2 separate regions of the Ovis aries genome follow, and region 2 is linked to region 1. The links are chromatin contacts, called in public Hi-C maps. All regions are on one chromosome and are shown on one strand. Each heading gives the region's core, a stretch centred on a gene start, on an enhancer-like site or on the middle of the called end of the contact. The rest is flanking DNA. Distances are from core to core; before and after follow the strand shown.

The links. A called contact is a pair of places that touch in the nucleus more often than the background predicts.
Region 2: a Hi-C map of liver shows a contact between it and region 1, with 4 times the contacts expected there. The contact joins the enhancer-like site here to the promoter of TCF7L2 in region 1. A contact is called at or near these places in 4 of 16 Hi-C or Micro-C datasets (hypothalamus, liver, mixed tissues and 1 more).

What each region holds. Positions count from the first base shown.
Region 1 is chr22:33,000,979-33,003,845 of ARS-UI_Ramb_v3.0, reverse strand. TCF7L2 (transcription factor 7 like 2) reads right to left here and starts at 1,457. Exons shown (of 14, transcript XM_060404496.1): 1 at 757-1,457; 2 at 400-466; 3 at 37-161. The coding sequence starts at 945.
Region 2 is chr22:33,060,764-33,063,630 of ARS-UI_Ramb_v3.0, reverse strand. The region is part of intron 4 of TCF7L2 (transcription factor 7 like 2); the gene reads right to left. Among named protein-coding and RNA genes, the nearest start is that of TCF7L2, 60 kb to the right of the region's middle. Within about 2 kb of position 1,435, at least 5 of the 54 cell types and tissues checked have an H3K27ac peak or open chromatin away from gene starts, as enhancers often do. A contact at or near this core is called in liver, where this site is marked.

The DNA of each region.
Region 1 (2,867 bases), core at 208-2,707:
GGCTGCGGGCGGGGGGCCGGGCGCGGAGGCACTTACAGTTCGGGCGGTGGGCGAGAGCGATCCGTTGGGGAGGTAGGGGCTCGTCAGGTCGGGGATCATGATGAAGGGGTAGCCGGGATACGGTGGCCCCTTAAAGAGCCCTCCATCTTGCCTCTTGGCCGCTAACATGGCGGGGCGGCGAGGGGACGGCGGCGGCGGCCGCGCGGAGCGGGAGAGAGCGAGGAGAAACTTTTTAGAAAAGTGCCCCAGGTGGCCGGGGGCGCCCGGGGCCGGACCGGCGCACGGCCGGGCCGAGCGGGGCGCGGGGCCCGGGCGCGCGGGGCGGCGGGCCCCGGAGTTGGGGGCCGGGGGTGGGGGGGCAGCTCCGGGCGGCTGCGGGGCCGCGCGGGGCGTACTCACCTTCTTCCAAACTTTCCCGGGATTTATCTCGGAAACTTTCGGAGCGAGGCGGAGGCCGTCTTTCCGCCTTCCCGGAGGGGTGGAGGTGGGGAGGGCGAGGGGCAAACGCCACGCAGAGGTGGGGGAGAGAAGGGGGGGAGAAAAAGGATCAGCGAGGTGGGGGGTTTGGGGTGAGGGGGAGAGAGAAAAAAACAGGGTTACAAGTTTTTGCAATGGTGGCCCCACAAGCACACGCCGCCCGCCTGGCCCTGCGGCGCCCCGCCGCCGCCCCCAGCCCCGATTTCTCCCCTCTCAGCAACATTTGCCAAGCCCAGGAAATAGATTAAGAACCCCACCAGCCCGAGGGGCTTTTCCTACCTCGGAATCGGAGGAGCTGTTTTGATTCGTTTCTGATTCATTGACTAGAGACGATTTGACATCAGCTAAATCCCTCTCCGCCGAGGAGTTTTCGGAGCTCTTCTCCTCCTGCTCGCCCTCGTCTTTGAAGGAAATCAGTTCGTCGTTGGCGCCTAGGTCATCTCCTCCACCGCCGTTCAGCTGCGGCATTTTTTTTCACCCACCAGCAGCAATTTTGGAAGAAAAATGAAGTAGGAAGAAAAGCCAAAAAAAAAAAAAAAACCCAAAAAAGTTTTGCCCCCCCAAAAAAAAATTGCAAGAAAAAGACGAGTCCAAGGTGAACTTTTTTTCTGCTTTGGGGTCTTTTTCTCCTGGGGAGGGGAAAGAGGGAGGAGGGGAGGGGAAGGGGGGGGAGATCTTCTGCACGCGTGAGTTTGGGTTTCTTTTTTCTCTCGTTCCCAAGGATCCGATCAATGTGCAAAAAAATAATAAATAAAAAAAGGGGGGGTAAAAAAAAACACACCAACAACAACAAGAAGTCAGATATAAAGAGCAAAGGGGGGGGAAGCCGAAGATACAGGAGGAGCTCGTGCCGCTCGGATTTGAGTGAGTTGAAGTTAGACTGAGAGCTTTTCAGTTCAAAGGCGGCGCTGATTGACAGATAGAAAAAGGGGGATCGAAATCCGGAGGAACGGAGTAGTCTGGGAGCGGAGATTATTGACAGGGCGAGAGGAACACACTCGCTTAATGAGATGCCGGGGGGCGGGCCCGGCCCGGTGACGTATGCATAAATAAACAGCCGGGGTGGGCGGGGCGGGGGCGGCTAACAATGATCCTTTCGGGCGCCGGGAGAGGGAGGAGGAAGGGAAGAAGGAGGAGGAGAGGGGCGGGGGAGGAGGGGGGGAGACGGAGGGAGGAGTGTGCAGGGGGGAGAGGCCTGCGCCGAGTGTGTGCGAGCCCGGGAGTCTGGGCGAGGGAACGGGGACTCGCTCCGGGTGGGGGGCGGCTTCAGAAAAGACAATGCGGAGTAGGAGAGGAGGGGAAGGGGGGGTGGGTGGCGATCGCGTCAGGAATCCGAGTCGAGGAAGGCGGAAGGAAAGCCCACTTGGGGGGCGGGGATGGGGAGAGGCCCAGAAAAAGTGCACTTTAGAAATATTAGAAATAAGTCTTAAGGAAGGAGAAAAGGAGGAGAGTATTGGGGAAAGGGTGGGAAGTAGGGGTTTAGTGGTTAAGCCAGCAATGAAATCAACCACCCTTGGGCGGGATGTAACAGAAGTGGTCAAAAAGAGAGATCAACCCTCCACTCTCAGAGAGCTTGGGGAAGTGGAGGGCTGGGCAAAGTTCCTGGTCATCTGCAGTGAAAGAAACTATTAACCCACGAGGTCTTCCCTCCCCTTTTTTGTTGATTAATAGTGAATCATTTCGTTAAATCGTAAGTCTCTACTAGAATAAATATGCCAAGATGACTTTTTATCCAAAAAACAATCAAATACTGTAGTGTTTGTCAGGAGCATTAAAAATATCCTTAAGGAAAAATACATGATTCTTGATTTTTTTCAATGTAGAATGTTGTTCTTTTTTTTTTTTTTTTAACTGACCTTGGAGGTGGTAGGAAATCAGCTAGGATTCAAAGTCCTGTCTGACTTTGGAAGTGAAAAGTTTGGGCGTTAACACCGCCAGGGAAAATAAAACTGAAAGTTCACCAACCCCAGGGATCAGTGGTACTGGAGTCTTTCTGGAAGGAGATCTGAAATGAAAGCCCCCAAAGACTGACCAAATAATCAAGATGTAGATGGTTCTGGCAGGAAATTGCTAACCCAGCTGATGCTGGAAGACCTCAGGGAGGATATGGAAAACCAGAGGGTTGAGGCAGGTATTTGTTGATTTTTAGGCTCTCTCCTGGGGAGCAAATTGATTTGCTACAAAATGGGGAAGAAAATTATGTTAAAGGGGGAAAGGCCTGGGTCCCAAAACACAGTGTTCCTAGAAAATGGAGCAACAACACTCATTTTCTTGCAAATACCCAGTGAGAGGTGAACTGGAATCTGCAATAGGAAAGGGGACAAAAAGAACCAGGGAAAAAAAAAAGAAATCAATAGGGAATTAGCAAATTTTCTTTTAGGAACAGTGTT
Region 2 (2,867 bases), core at 186-2,685, 60 kb before region 1:
AGCATCCACTGGCCTCACTGCCACTGGGAACTTGCTATTCGCAGAGTTGCAGCAAAGCACCTTCCCATCAGGTGAAGCCAAGCCAGTCCTCCACCCCTGGAGGGGAGGGAGGGAGGGAGGGAGGGAAGGGGGAGGAGGGAGAGGGATGAGGGGAGGGCAAATGGGAGCTGAGCTGTACAGGATGCTTGCATTTCCAGGCAGGAAAGAGAAGCACAAAGCACTAGTACCAAACTGGATCCACACGCAGCGAAGGGGAGGAGAAGTAGGGGGTGTCTGCATGCTTCTTTTCAGCTGGCTCGCCATCTGCCTGGCAGCCATTCCACCTATCTCCCCAGCCCTGTATCAATCAAAAGAGCCTTCCAGGCCCCTACAGTAGGCCAGGCACATTCTGGGTGACCAGGACCCTCAGATAACTTGGTATGGTGGCATGGCTGCCCTCCAAACTCATTATCTTCAGACCCCAAAGAATCATTAGTTACAAGAACACAATACACATACTAACTTTTAAAAAGCTCAACCCAAGGGCCACAGCACTTCCCAGTATTTTAAGAGGCATCCATCCACTCACCACCTATTACTGCTGCTTTTAAAGAAGGGCAAAGGTGACATCTCCGCCTGTCGCTGGCTCAAAGGTCACAACAAAGACGCCAACAGAGTGCTTCTGGGTTGTCAAGTCTTTAACATAACGTCAACCTGCCTCCCCCGATGCCAGCCACAGCGAAACCAACAAATACAGCAGTGGTTTACTTTTCGTTAAGGGGCAGGTGTCAAGCCCGGCTGAAATCCACATTTACAAAAAAAAAAAAAAAAAAAAAAGTTGGCTGTCCATGTGATCACGTGCATCCCTGAAAAATCAATATAGCCAAAACACTCGTCTACTCACCACTTTGAAAAAGAAAAAGCAACCACCCTTAGTAATGCTTTTTCTCTAAGTAGTGGGATCATGGACCATTCTTTCTGGTTTCTTTATATTTTCTAACACACCATTTTACTCCTAAAGAAAAATGTTTAAAAAAAAAAAACCTATTTTCCAGTAAACTAGCAGATAGCTGCAACTTACGCAGGACATAAAAGGTCAAAGGGGCCACCATGTCTGGTGACATTCGAACTGGTTATGTTCGCTGGGGTCAAGTCACTGTATCGCTTCCCCATAAGGAAGCGATAAAACGGGCCCCTAAAACCACCAGGGGGCCCGTCCGATAAACCAGGGACACAGTCTGGTATAGCTTCCCCTGGAGCCTCTTGAGGACTTCTTCAAAGGTGCCTCAGTCACAGGGAGAACCCCATTTTGGGTCTCACGTGCTGTGTCCCAGTGGCCCCAGAAACCCACCCTCACTCCCGTGTCACGTCTGGAAGCGGCTCCGATTGCCACCAGCACACCCACAATAACTGTACTCTGCTTCCTGGTTCTCATGGCTGCCTCCCAAGGTCATCTCCTGCTCACCTCTCTCCAGCTCCCAGCACTGCAGCTGGCGAGTGTGAGGCACTCAGCAAGTGAAAGAAACAAGACACTTGGCTGTCCCACCCAGCAAGGCTCTCACAAAGGACTCAGGGTAAAGCCTGCAGGGCTGGCTGAGTGCCTTGCACCCATTCTCAATGCCGACTCATTGAGGACCTCATCCCAGTCTAAAGGACATTTTCAACGCCTAAAGCACAGAGAGAATGCAGGAGAGAACAGCAGAGCCACATACCCAGAGAGGGAATTTAATCTCCTCCCACATCTTCAGAGGCTAATCTTTATTGAGCGCCTGCCACATGCCAGACACCGGTCAAGCGCTTGCCATAGGTCATGGAATCTTCACCATCATGATGGAAATGTACCTGTTTCCTCGGCAGTGATGGGAGATGAACTGGGGGATACGAATCCAATTTCTCAAGGCCTCTTAGAGAGACCAGCAGTTCCTCCATCACCCAGCACTGGGCCTGCTCCATAATTATGTGTCGATGGCCCCGATGCCACCTGACTCAGCTCCCCCCAGCCCTCTTTAATATGCTACACAAAAGCCTGGTTTGCAAAGAAGATGCATTTTTAACGTGTAAAGGTTTCTACTGAACCTCTCTGAGCCTCGATTTTCTCAGCTGTAAAATGAACATAAACATACTGTGCTTGTTTAAAGCTGCTATGAAAAGTAAATGAGACACAATTAATAGACCCCAGCAAGGAATTTAATACAAATTTGGTTCCTCTGTCTTTTTTTCTGAGAAATAAGGTGATCAGGAAAGCTATGTCTGGCTCCTCCAATAATCAGATTCTTCCTTAGGAGACTCTGTAGGGTGCATGTCCTCCAAGGTGAAAGAAAAGTCCCCAGTGGCCACAAAGGGTGGCCAGCCTTCCCCTTGACTCCGACGCTAAGGGCCACATCCAGGAGAGCCCTTCTCAGCCAGGCTGCGATCAAGAGGGGCCCATTTAAAGGGCCAGCGAAAGAAATGGTGTGGGCAGCTGCAAAGCACACCCAAGGAGGGACCAGGAAGAAAGAGGCTTAGTTCTCCATTGCTGGGCAATTCCTTTGTTTCCTCAGGGGTAGAAAGGGATAATGCCCGCTTCTCCCCACTACCTCAGGCCCTTCATGCCTGGTTCACAGAGGAAATCACTCAGAAACCTCTCAGGCCTGCCCCACATCTTACTACTCCATGGGACTCAAATCCCTCACGGTTTAGGAAAGTCTTATAAACCACATCCACGGGGCCTACAAGAAACAGTTCAGGTCTAGAAAACACAGGTCAAGTTTTGGCTTCACTGCAAACTAGGATTTGAGTTTATTCCTGGCTGTCCCATGTCAACAGCAGACCAAGAGGAGAAGGTAATATGCCAGGGAGCTGCTGGTACAAGAATCCGCAGCTCTTCTGGCCGGGGGCTCTTTGCAAAC